2 separate regions of the Ovis aries genome follow, and region 2 is linked to region 1. A link is a contact called in public Hi-C data. All regions are on one chromosome and are shown on one strand. Each heading gives the region's core, a stretch centred on a gene start, on an enhancer-like site or on the middle of the called end of the contact. The rest is flanking DNA. Distances are from core to core; before and after follow the strand shown. Region 1 has its middle 10 kb from the start of TRNAG-UCC. Region 2 holds the start of KCTD17 (potassium channel tetramerization domain containing 17).

Region 1 (6,311 bases), core at 1,776-4,275:
TCCCATGAAGTGATGGGACCAGATGCCATGATCTTTGTTTTCTGAATGTTGAGCTTTAAGCCAACATTTTCACTCTCCTCTTTCACTTTCATCAAGAGGCTTTTTAGCTCCTCTTCACTTTCTGCCATAAGGGTGATGTCATCTGCATATCTGAGGTTATTGATATTTCTCCTGGCAATCTTGATTCCAGCTTCTGCTTCTTCCAGTCCAGCGTTTCTCATGATGTACTCTGCATAGAAGTTAAATAAGCAGGGTGACAATATACAGCCTTGATGTACTCCTTTTCCTATTTGGAACCAGTCTGTTGTTCCATGTCCAGTTCTTGCTGTTGCATCCTGACCTGCATACAGGTTTCTCAAGAGGCAGGTCAGGTGGTCTGGGAGTTCCATCTCTTTCAGAATTTTCCACAGTTTATTGTGATCCACACAGTCAAAGGCTTAGGTTGGTCATAACTTTACTTCTAAGGAGCAAGTGTCTTTTAATTTCAAGGCTGCAGTCACCGGCTGCAGTCACCATCTGCTGTGATTTTGGAGCCCCCCAAAATAAAGTCTCTCACTGTTTCCATTGTTTCCCCATCTATTTGCCATGAAGTGATGGGACCAGATGCCATGATCTTAGTTTTCTTAATGTTTAAGGCAGCTATTCCACTCTCCTCTTCACTTTCATCATGAGGCTTTTTAATTCTTCCTCGTTTTCTGCCATAAGGTGGTGTCATCTGCATATCTGAGGTTATTGATATTTTTCCTGGCAATCTTGATTCCAGCCTGTGCGTCATCCAGCCTGGCATTTTGCATGATGTACTCTGCATAGAAGTTAAATAAGCAGGGTGACAGTATACAGCCTTGACATACTCCTTTCCCAATTTGGAACCAATCTATTGTTCCATGTCCAGTTCTAACTGTTGCTTCTTGACCTGCATACAGATTTCTCAAGAGGCAAGTCAGGTGGTATGGGATTTCCATCTCAAAAAATTTTCCTCAGTTTATTGTGATCCACATAATCAAAGGCTTGGTGTAGTCAATAAAGCAGAAGTAGATGTTTTTCTGGAACTCTCTTGCTTTTTCGATGATCCAACAGGTGTTGGCAATTTGATCTCTGGTTCCTCTGCCTTTTCTAAATCCAGCTTGAACACCTGGATTCAATAGTAGCTATTGAGTAGCTACTATCTGCTTTGTCTTCTCAAAGCCTGCCACTGTTTTATCAATTAAGTCTGGTGGTGGTTTAGTTGCTAAGTCATGTCCAACTCTTGCAAACCCATGGACTGTGGCCTGCTAGGCTCCTTCATCCTTGGGATTCTCCAGGCAAGTATACTAGAGTGGGTTGCCACTTCCTTATCCAAGGGATCTTCCCAACCCAGGAATTGAACTCATGCCTCTTGAATTGTAGGCAAATTCTTTACTGGTTGAGCTATGACTTTGGCCACCTGATGTGAAGAACTGACTCATTGGAAAAGACTCTGGTGCTAGGAAGGATTGAAGGCAGGAGGAGAAGGGGATGACAGAGGATGAGATGGTTGGATGGCATCACCAATTTGGTGGCCATGAGTTTGAGCAAGGTCTGGGAATTGGTGATGGACAGAGAAGCCTGACATGTTGCAGTCCATGGAGTTGGAAACAGTCAGACAGAACTGAGCGACTGAACTGAACTATCTGCTCATCACATATGGCAACTGAGAAAAAAATGAGCCATCTAGAGAATTGTAGCTAAAGTAGACCCCATCCTGTTCTGATGTAGAAATTATAATATGTCAGATGCTTATGGTTGTATGCCAGATGCTTTACACACACAGCCTTATTTCATCCTTATGCCATCCTCAATGCTATTATCATCCTCTTTATGAAGATGAGGAAACTGAGGCTTGGAGAGACCAAGGAAATTCTCTGTCAGGAAGCTGGGGTGGAAAATTCAGGAAAATCTGTCCAAAGTTGTTTTCTGATCTACCAGGCAATCATAGATACTGAGGGCCATAATCACTGGGCTCTGTAAGCCACCGCAGGGCACGATGGTATGAATTATACAGTTCTGTCCTTAAGGACATCACAGTCTGCAGAGAACTGATGTGGAGGGAGCTGGCCTTGAGACTCATCCACCCATCTGACAAACACATACTATGCCTCTACCCTCTGTCTAGTACTGAACAATAAACCAGAAGTTCAGAGATGAATAAAACATGGTGCCTGTCCTCAAGGAGTCCAGAGTCTGGTGGAGAGATGAATCAATCAAAGATCCTCATAAGTTTTACACATGCAGTGAGAAGGTTATATGGGGCCAGTGGAAGCACAGAGGTGAACTTGGGGTGGGAGAGAGGGCTGGGGGCTCATAGATGACCTCATAGAAAAGGAAGATCTTGAGGTGAACCTTGGGACATGAGTAGGTAGGTTCAGATGGCCTGGAAGAGATACAGCATTCCAGACTGAAGGTATTGTGTAAGCACAAACCTAGCATGCTTATTTGGGGAGCTGCTTATTCATTAATCTTGAAGGGTAGGACTCCAAGGTGGGGCACAAAGGTCAAGGGGAAAAGGTTCACAGGAAGAAAATCTATACTTGGATGGGACTGTGCCTTCTGAGGGTTTTGGATGTGAGATCCAACCCTTCCTCCAGGAACTTAGAGTCTGGCTGGAACACAAAGGGCTGATAATGACAGAAGCAACCACATAGCCAAGTTGAAAAGATGCTCAGTACCTCCACTAATTAGAGAGACCATTATACAAATTAAAATGATAAATTCATAGAGTTGGCAAACATTAAAATGCAAGTATAGGTGAGGAGAGAAATGAGAAGTCACATACACTCCATGAATCATGAGTCCAGAACAGCAAGGAGGAATTTAGCAAGGTTGAAATTAAATTTTACAACCCAGCACTTCAATTTCTGCATAGCTTAGAGACTGAAACATGCACACAAGGAACCTCATGCAAAGATATTCACTGCAGCATTGTTTGTAACAGCAAGACAACACACAGATCTGTTAGGCAGAGAATGGACAAGGCGGGTAATTTATGACAGTGGAAAGGGCCGAACCACATCTACATACACCAGCATGGAAAGATCTCGCGATATATCATAGTGGGTGGAAATGACAGTCTGCAGAATGAGCCTTACAGTATGAAATGTGCCATTTATGTAACCTTCAAAAAGCATACACCCAACAGCTTCATTGCTCATCAGAGCTGAGCAATTTTCCACCTTCACAGTATGGAAGGTGGATTGAAAAGATACTGCAGAAATTCAAGTTCACATTACATTTGTTTTGTTTCTATAACTGCTTTGTTTCCTGTAACTGCTGGCGAGAGCTGGCAAGATGCCCTCTGAGAGAGCTCAGATGCTCAGGAAGAGAGCCTCCGAGTAACAGAATGTGGGGAAGGTGATTTTAAGTTAAACGAGCAATTTCAATTTGAACAAAATGAACAAATGAACAAAGACATTTTATGTCTTTGCTTCAGTTAAAGATTTTATCTCCGGACATTAAGAGAAGCCCTTTTTAATTAAACATTGAATATTCTGGAGAGAGAGAAGCTGCAATCTTGGCAAAATAAAACATGCACAGCTTTTAAAACTTAAATGAGACCTTAATTTCACTGGTGCTGTTTCCAACAGCATTCCTTGTTCATTGTATTTCTGAGGTCATTAGATGGTGGTGGTGGTTTAGTCGCTAAGTTGTGTTCAACTCTTGCGACCTCATGGACTGTAGCCTGCCAGGCTCCTTTGTCCATGGGATTCTCCAGGCAAGAATACTGGAGTGGATTGCCATTACCTTCTCCAGGGGATCTTCCTGATCCAGGGATTGAACCCGGGTCTCCTGCATTGCAGGCAGATTCTTTACTGACTGAGTTACGAGAGAAGCCCATTAGATGTTAGACATGGTGATTCTTAAGTTTCTAGGAGGTACAGGGACCAGGTCTTCAGTAGCATTAGTGCATAGAATGGAAAAGTTATTCATCCTCCATTCTTGCAGGACTTCATTTACTCAAAGTGATTCAGATCTGTCTTCATATTTTCTGTGATATTCAAGTACCACCTGAGGGAGAAACCTATAACAACTTCCAGTGCTCTATCCTGGGACTCAGGCGACCGGCTGGACCTGGCTGTTATCCTAGTCCAGCTCGCTCCCTGGTGGTAGTGTCTCTAAATTACAGCAAAGTACTTAGACCTTAGAAATCCAGCATGTATGTGCTAAGGAGGGGATCCAGAGACCATTTAATTACACCTTTCTAACCATGTATTTCCTGCTCTTCATTCATAGCTCCGTTTTAGAGCTGTGGAAGCTAAGGCCCAATTGAGTGAATTTCTGTTTAACCTGAAAGTGAGCAGTACACATAGTCAGCTTTGAAACCCAAAGTGTCAGTGACAGTCCAGAGTGGCTGGAAGAGGCTTTCTGCCTTCTCCCTCTGGGAATCATTGTCTCCGTGGTAAATGGGAGCTAGCAGGAACTGTAATAAATCCAAGCTTCCCCCGTGGCTCAGCGGTAACGAATCTGCCTCTAATGCAGGAGCTGCAGGAGACCTAGGTTTGATCCCTGGGTCAGGAAGAGCCCCTGGAGAAAGAAATGGCAACCCACTCCAGTATTCTTGCCTGGAGAGGCCCATGGACAGAGGAGCCCGGCAGACTACAGTCTGTGGGGTCACAAAGAGTCAGACACGACTGAAGTGAGAGCACGCACGCACGCATGCACGCCTGCATGCAGGAAGCCCAGAGGAAGTCCAAGAGGCAACAAGAGACTCTGCAGCTGTAAGTGACTCTCTAGCTGGGCTCTAGTCCCTGAGAAGATCACCTTGCTTATCAGAGACTCATTCTCCTTTACCTCAGGGCAAATAACACCAGTCTCAGGACTGTCTGAGAAAACGCATGTCCAGGATCAGGCATAGCACATAGCCCTCTTTCAGGCATGTAATAAATGCTTATTCTTTTCTTCCAGGCCAAGGTTTCCCAACTGTGTTTCAAGAAACACTGGGACATATTAATAAGTATGATGTAAAGAATTGTCTCATTGTCAAATGGATGATGTTGATTTAATTTTCTCTTTGTGCAAGATTTCTTAGGACCTGGAATATGTAAAGATTCATTGTGCCACTGCAAATTATTGCCTAGTCTTCACTGTTTTCCATTGTGCCTAGCACAGACAGAGAAAGCCACCAGTAGCTGTAAGAATAAAACTGATTTTATTAAAATTGCAGGTTCAGAAGCTTGGGGAATCATCTGGGGGAGAGGAGCCTTGTTTTTTTTGGCAGGGGGAGAGTGGTGGTGGACGGACTCATGTGTCATCCAGGATGCTCTGTATCAAGGCCAAAGGGCCTGGCCTCCTCCCTCTGGCCAAGCATGCAGGCATCTCATCTGGGAAGCTTATAAGTAATAAGAGAAGGCATGAGCCTGTCCTTAGGACAAGGGGGTGAGTTTCATGGTGATCCTGTGTGAATTAGGCCACGTGAGGGGTAACCCAGCCTCTTCTCCCATTCTTGTGCTGCTGGCTTCCCTGGATTATAAGCTAGAGGGTGACTTGCTCCAGGTAGTGGCCAGAAGGCAGGCCTGGATCTCCCCCATTCCTAATCTCTTTCCGGTGGACTTGCATTTACCAAGCACCTAGTATGTACTGGGTGTTTGGCACCATGGAAGAGACAGAGATGAGTTGTCCTTATGTTCAGAGGGCTCCCAGGCTACAGGGTGATGATAACAGAGGACAGAGGGAATTCCTTGATGTCTAGTGGTTAAGACTCTGCCTTGCAGTGCTGGGGATGTAAGTTTGATCCTCATCAGGGAACTAAGACCCCACATGCCATGGAGCAACCATGCCTGTGTAACTGAGAGTCTGCGCACTGCAATGAAAGATCCTGCATAATGCAACAAAGATTCTGTATGCTGCAACAAGACCTGACACAGCCCAATAAAATTAAATAAATATTTTTAAAAATAATGGAAGACAGAGATAAGCAGAATACTAAGGAGTGTAGAGGGTAAGCCCTGAAGTTTGCTTTTTTCTTCTTTGCAATGCAAGGGCCTGATTTAAGCTTTCATTACAGAGGCATCCACTTGAAAGATGGAGACCACAAAGAAGCACCTTGCACAGCCACAGGGCTAAGAAAAGAGTCATGCCACCTCCCACCCCATGCCCCTACGCCTCCACTGAGTTTCCTCAGTTATAGAGATCTTGGTTGATCTCAATCAATGACTATTTGGGTCACTTGTTCTCACACTTTAAATTTCCCTGCTTATGTTTTAAATTCACCAATAAACAGTGCCAAGTTAAAAAAAAAAAACCAAAAACACAATATGAGAGTTGTGAACTAAGTTTTATTTGGGGCAAAACGAGGACTA
Region 2 (6,311 bases), core at 2,706-5,205, 69 kb before region 1:
ACCTCCCTTCTCCCCACTCCCCACCACCCCCTGCTCTGGCCATGGATGCTGCCCCGCTGCCCCCTGACCTGTGTGACGGTGTAATCCTTTTCCTCCATCCGGTCTTTGATGATGCGGATCAGCGGGCCAATGTTGTAGAATTCCGCTTCCTCCAGGACCCCTGACACAGAGCAGCACCCACATCACTCCCACTGCCCCCATGCCCCATTCTCGCCTTGTCCCCTCCATCCCCACCCCCTGCTCATCACACTAGGGTGACGAGCCTCTCTGAGTTCAGGGGTCAGGCAAGAGGGAACACTCCCTTCTTGGGGACTCACACTCTCTATAGCAGGGCTAAGAGGCACCATCTCCCTGGTGTGCTGAGCACAGCGACCTGGGACACCTACCAGTCCCCCCGTCTGGGGCTAACCAGAGGCAGCAGGCCCATGGGACTGGACCCTAGAAGGCCACAGTGAGAGGGGCCTTGGCTGACCCCTGATTACATGCTCCCACTGATGAAGCACGTGCTAAGCAGCAGGCACCACGCCAGGCAGGTTGCACTCTTTACTGTAGTTCATTCTCAGCACGAGAAGTAGATACTCTCATCACCCCCACCGAGCAAACAGGGAAGCCAAGGGCCAGGCAAGGCAGTAGCTGTGCAACACCTCACACCCAGCATGGGGCAGAGCTGGGGTTCCCACTCAAGTGCCTCTGCCCTCCAATCCCACTAAGTGCATGATCTTTGTGCACTGACCAACCACACTTCACAGTCTGCAGAGCCTGTCCCGTGCTCATCACAAGCCCCAGGGCGTGCTTGTCCCCACGCAGGTAAGGGAGCCATCTTAGAGACTGAGCGAGTGCCTCTCTGGTGAGGGGGACAGCCCTCAGCCTTTGGACCCCCCTCAGCTCCTCAGGGCAGGTCCTTTGCACAACGGGCCTCTGGGCTCCTGCGGGACAGGACCCACATCTGATGTCCCTGGCTGTCCCCAGTGCTCACATCCACCTAACACAGAGGAGGTGGTCAGTGCGTGCTACTGCCAGGAATGCCCCCCGTGGGGCCCTACAGATGACAGACAGCAAACTCTGTATCACGGGTCCTTGGTGCCAGGCGTGGCACTAAGCGACACACTTGTATCCGCCCCTTTTATCTTCACAGCAGCTCAGCAAGGTGGGTGCTATTGTTACCCCATTCCACAGATGCAGGCATGGAGGCACAAGGGGATAAGTGACTTTCTAGGGTTCACACACTAGTCAGTTTCCTGCCAAAGCCCCTGGCCCCTTGGAGCAGGGCCCTAGTCCTGTCTGAAGGTGCTGGGAATGCCAGGGCTTTGACAAATCCAGAACCTGTAAACAGGTGTTAGCTGTGACGCTGGAGTGTTTAGCTCCCTTCCCCGTGGGAGCGGCTTTTGGGCCCAGGCCACGCCCATGGTGTCTGCTCTCCCAGGGGCCACCAGGAAAGCTGTGGGGCTCCCGGAGCCGATGCCTAGAGTGGGCTCTGATTCTGAAGCCCTGGTCCTCTGGAGAGCCACCTGGCCTCTAGACTACTGTGTCCCATAGGGGTCAGGAGGGAAGACTGTGGCCTGAGTGAGGAGGGAGGGGCTGTGTTAGATTCCTTCAGGGTACAAGCCCTGGGATTTGCGATGTCTGTTTTCCCAGAACACATCCCTAATGGAGATCGCCGCCCCACTTTATACACACAGTAGAGACTCAGAAAGGAAAAGTGACAAGTCCAAGCTGGCCTGGCTGGGTCAGCTGACCCAAAGCCACACCCTGTGCTCTAAGGAAAAGTGGGCTTGGCACCCACCTATAGTCCCTGCTCCAGGCTGCAGTTCTGCCAAGAAGCCATTCTCCCAGGCATGGCTTCCCTGCCATCTGCTGGGCCAGGAAGTGGACATTTACAGGGCCTCAGCTACCTGGCCTGGGAGGGACCACACGCCCGCTGGGGAGCAGCCTCCCCACTCCCCTTCCTCCACCCACAACCAGCACTGTGCAGCAGAGGCTGTCAGAGCTCGGGAAGAGCCACCCGTTCCACCTCCCTGCTGACTGTGAGCCCTCACCAGGCATCTGAGATACCCGATCACTCAAAGAAAGAAGCATACCTCTTCCCGTGGCCATTTCTACCCCCACCGGGCTCACCACTGGCTTCCCAGCAAGCCAGGGGAAAGGACATCCCTTGCCTCCGGCGGAGGCTACAGGCCTCACGGGCTTCCTCTCTCTTCTGCCTATGTTTCTGCCACTTCCCCAGAAGCACCACCCAGTAGAAGCACCCAGTGGAAGCGTGGGCCAGTCACCTTGGCCCTAGGCTCAGCCTGGGCAGAGGCTTTGGCATCCAGTCCTGTCTGGAACGAGAAGAAGCAGGAAACATGGAAGAAAACAGAGGTCTCCTCTGGATGGGAGAAATGGCTTTGGACCACCATGGAAGGCCCTGGCAGGCTAGAGAAGACAGGCGTAGGACGCAGGTCCTGGCCAGCCCCCTGGACCAACTTACCCTCCTCAGCCATGTCCTTGTCTAGCACCAGCTTGCCATGCCGGAGGAAGTTGAGGATGGGCCCAAAGTAGGTGGGGTCGCGGTCAATGAGGTAGGCCCCTGTCTCATCCTACAAAGGCAAGGGGCACAGGCAGTGAGAAAAGAGTGAGCCCCTCTTCCCTGCTGACCCTGCACATACCCCCACCCTTCAGTCCCAGTAAAGGACAGAGGGAGGGTGGGGGCGGGGGAATGCAGTGTTCGCTCCAAAACGGAGTGGTGTGATGGAGTAAAAGGACCTTCGGGTCAGATACAGCTAGGTTCAGATCCTGCCTCTGCCTTTTCCTGACTCTGTGACCTCGGGTCAGTGACTTGACCTCTCTGAGCCTTGCTCCTCTCCCCCACAACCGGGGAGAATTGTGAGCAGCCAGTGAAGTTTCAGTGGCACCCAGGCCAGTGTAGGGCTCAGGGATCATCCCTCTTAGAGGTTATTTCCTGAAGCCAGCCCTACACGGTCTCCAGCAGACCCCAGTTATTCTGCGGATGTTTACAAGTTTCCAAAGGAGCTGCTATCTCATTGGATACCCTCATTGGATACCGGGCAGGGAGGCTTGAGAGAGTTTCAGTGCAACTCTACAGAGAGAAGACAGGGACATCACCAGGTAAAGAGACTCACCCAAGGTCACAGCATCAGGTCAGGAAATGGGAGAGAAGGGGCCTTAGAGGTCATCGCAGGCCAGCCCCCTGGGGCTACAGACAGGAGGCTGAGCTGGAGCAGGGAAGGATCTGACCCAAGGTCATGCAGGCAGTTTGCAGCAGAACTGAGATGGGAACCCAGAAATGGTGCCCCAGGCCAGCATTCCTCCCCATGAAGCCCAGCTCAGAAGGAACCTGGGATTTCTCCACCCAGCTCCCTGTACCCCTAGGCCACCCACACCCCAAAGGGCAGGGAGAAGCAGACTCTATCTCCTGTGATGCAGGAGTCCAGTTTGGGCAGGAGGGAAGTCCCTTCGTGTCTGTCCTCCCCACAGCGCCAAAGAAATGGGAGAGACCTTATCCAATAGTCTCCTTGGTGGGGAGCCTAGGGTAGAGCTCAAAAGCTCCAAATGGCCCCAGCCTGGCGTTGTCCTGTTGCCAAGGCAATGGGCACATCCTCACTCTCTGATCCACTTCCTTCTCCCCTCCTTCGACCAGTTCTTCTTGCCTCCAGCTCTTCGGAAAGAAACCCAGCCGGGTTTCCAGCCCCGCGAGCAGGCCTGGCTGAATAGCCAGATTCCAGCGAGCGGGGATCCCCAACGGCCGCCCACCCCGTGGGCCTCACCCGGTCGGACTGCAGCTCTTCCCCCTGGCACAGGCGGCTGAGGAAGGACTTCTGCTCGCGGCACAGCGTCTGCCTGGTGGTCAGGAACACCGTGCCCCCCACGTTGAGCCGCACCCACTTGCCCCAGCCGCCCGCCCCCGCCGGCGGCGCTGCCTCACCGGCCTCCATCCTCATCGCTCTTCCCAGCGTCTGCATCCTCCGGGCAAGGAGGCTGGAGGTGGGCAGGTACCGAGCGCCGGGCATGCCGGGAGCTGTAGTCCCAGCCGCCAAGGGCGGATGCGGCGGGAGTGAGGATCTTGCCTTTCCCTAGCCCCGCCCTACTTTGTCCTTTCTGGGAGGTCTACAAACGAGGGTCTCTTAAAGATGCTCTTGGCCAAAGTGCTCTGTGTTCGGGGAAGGTCAAATTCGAGGTCACTGGGAAAATGATGAGGGATACCCCGAATCAGCAATCCTCCCGTTCTGCCTCCACATTGCTTTCCCTTTGTCCAGTCTGGGTTATCAAACAACTGACAAGAGAAGGAACTTTTCCCTCTCCCAATTTTATAGCAGCATTTACCTGTATCTGTTTTCTAATATTCTTTCATTCTGCTTTTGGCTGGCGGGGGCTGGGGAAGAAGGGAGCCGTGCTCTTTCCCCACGAAAACTCTCTTTGAGGACAACAGAGCTGGGCTTACAGTTGGCTCAGCACCTTCTATATTCCAGATGCTTTATGCATCTGTATTATTCATTGATGCTCTCAGTAGCCCTGTGAAGTTGGCGTTACTGTACCCATTTTACATAAGAGGACACAGAAGCAAAGTGACTTTCTGCATTCACACAGCTAGTGAGGGTCAGGCTGGCAGGAGCCCAGGTGGGTTTCAAGTGCATTTCCACCACCAAGGCCCGTTTCCTGCTCCGTGGGAAACATTTCTAGGGAGGAAGAGTGGAGAGGGTACCGGATGAATGTCTGGAGAGCTAGGTTTTCATTCTGGCTTTTGTAGGATGAAGTGCTGGGAGACTCTCAGTTTACTCATCTGTAATTCGGGAAGGGGAGGAGGGATTGGTTCTGTGGATGTACTTCTGAGCCAGATAACTTGGCGGGGGTGGGGGTGGGTTGCTGCTATTGTGGGTTCTGCAGGATGTGGGAAGGGGACAGCTCCTCATGTGGTTTGGGTCCTGGGAGAGAAAGGAGCAGAAGGGAAGTCACCCTCCTTTATTTATTTCATGTAGCTCGTGGGATCTTAGTTCCCTGACCAGGAATTGAATCCAAGCCCTTGGCAGTGAAAGCACCAAGTCCTAACCACTGGACCACCAGAGAATTCCTGAAAGCTGTCTTCTTTAACTTCCTTTCCTTCTCACTATTTCAGTCAGTGATCTCTGTGTCACACACTCAGGCCACACTCACTGGGCAGCCTGGCCCTGTGGTGGGGTGAGGAGGGGAAGGTTCTATTATCCCTCAGGTTCTGTCTCCGTAAACCTTTCCCCTTGGCAGGGAGTGGATCACAGCTGCTAGACTCCTGCTCCTGGGAATGTGTGTTCTCTTAAACACAAATTCGAGTGTGATCTTGAGCCACCTCCTTTCTGAATCTCAATTTTTCCTTTTGCGAAGTGGGAAGTGTCACTGAAGAACACTGTCATGAAGATTCGATTATGTTGGTAAAACAGCTGGCATAATCCATGGCTTGTAGTATACTGAATACATGAATGAATGAAACAGGATATAAGTTATGAACTGGCCTTGGATGAACAGCAGCACTCCAGGCAGCACTCCAGGCAGCACTCCAAGCGCTAGGTGAGTCCTCCACCATCGTCAGCTGAAACAAAACCAAAGCAGGGAATATGTCTTCTTCCACTTAAGGGTCATAGGCAGGGAGTAATGTGGTCAATGTGTAACTTGGGCCACTCTGGAGACTGCAGAGGAGACGCCTCAGAGCCCTGAGAGACCAGCCAGGAGGGCTCCTAGATGAGGGGTAGGGAAGCCCCAACCAAGGCAGCGTCAACCGGGAGTAGGCTTTAGTGGATACTTGGGAAACTGAAATGAAGCTTGAAGGGGCTGTGGGAAGAAAGGAGAAGGAAGGAGAAAGAGGAAGGAGGAGGGGCCATGCTGACAACCCTGGCTTCTGGCTTGAACCAGCAGTGTTTCCCTGAAGCAGGAGAAGATGGTCTGGGGAGGCATCAGGGGTGATGAGGTCAGTTTGGAGCCTGTATCTCCAGTGCCTGTGGGGCGAGAGACCATTGTCCTGCAGGTGTGATACTGAGCGGAGCAGCTTAGGCTGGAGAGGCCTGGTGGGCTGGCCTGAGCCTAGAGCAGGGAGGAGACCCCTTCAAAGAAAACCTGAAAAGTCCCAGAGCTAGAGACCCAGGAAGGCCCTCTCATGTGGTGGCCCCAGTGAATGAAGAGGACGGGACAAAGTCTGGAGGGCGAGGAGCCAGAGCCATACTCCAGAGACCAAGAAGGGGCCAGTTTGCATGGACAAGTTCACAGGAGGAATGAAAGCTGAGAAAGTGGAGCTGTAGCGTCCTGGAGCTGTGGCAACCCACGGCTCGCCTGAACCAACCTGCCCCTGC

The links. Hi-C and Micro-C count contacts between places; a contact is called where the count stands out from the background.
Region 2: a contact with region 1 is called in a Hi-C map of omental adipose tissue, with 2.6 times the contacts expected there. The contact joins the promoter of KCTD17 here to the enhancer-like site in region 1. A contact is called at or near these places in 8 of 16 Hi-C or Micro-C datasets (blood, hypothalamus, mesenteric adipose tissue and 4 more).

Annotation. Positions count from the first base shown.
Region 1 is chr3:181,030,560-181,036,870 of ARS-UI_Ramb_v3.0, reverse strand. No RefSeq gene overlaps it. Among named protein-coding and RNA genes, the nearest start is that of TRNAG-UCC, 10 kb to the right of the region's middle. Within about 2 kb of position 3,025, at least 10 of the 54 cell types and tissues checked have an H3K27ac peak or open chromatin away from gene starts, as enhancers often do. A contact at or near this core is called in hypothalamus, where this site is marked.
Region 2 is chr3:181,100,757-181,107,067 of ARS-UI_Ramb_v3.0, reverse strand. KCTD17 (potassium channel tetramerization domain containing 17) reads right to left here and starts at 3,955. Exons shown (of 7, transcript XM_060414171.1): 1 at 3,765-3,955; 2 at 2,468-2,576; 3 at 69-160. The coding sequence starts at 3,938.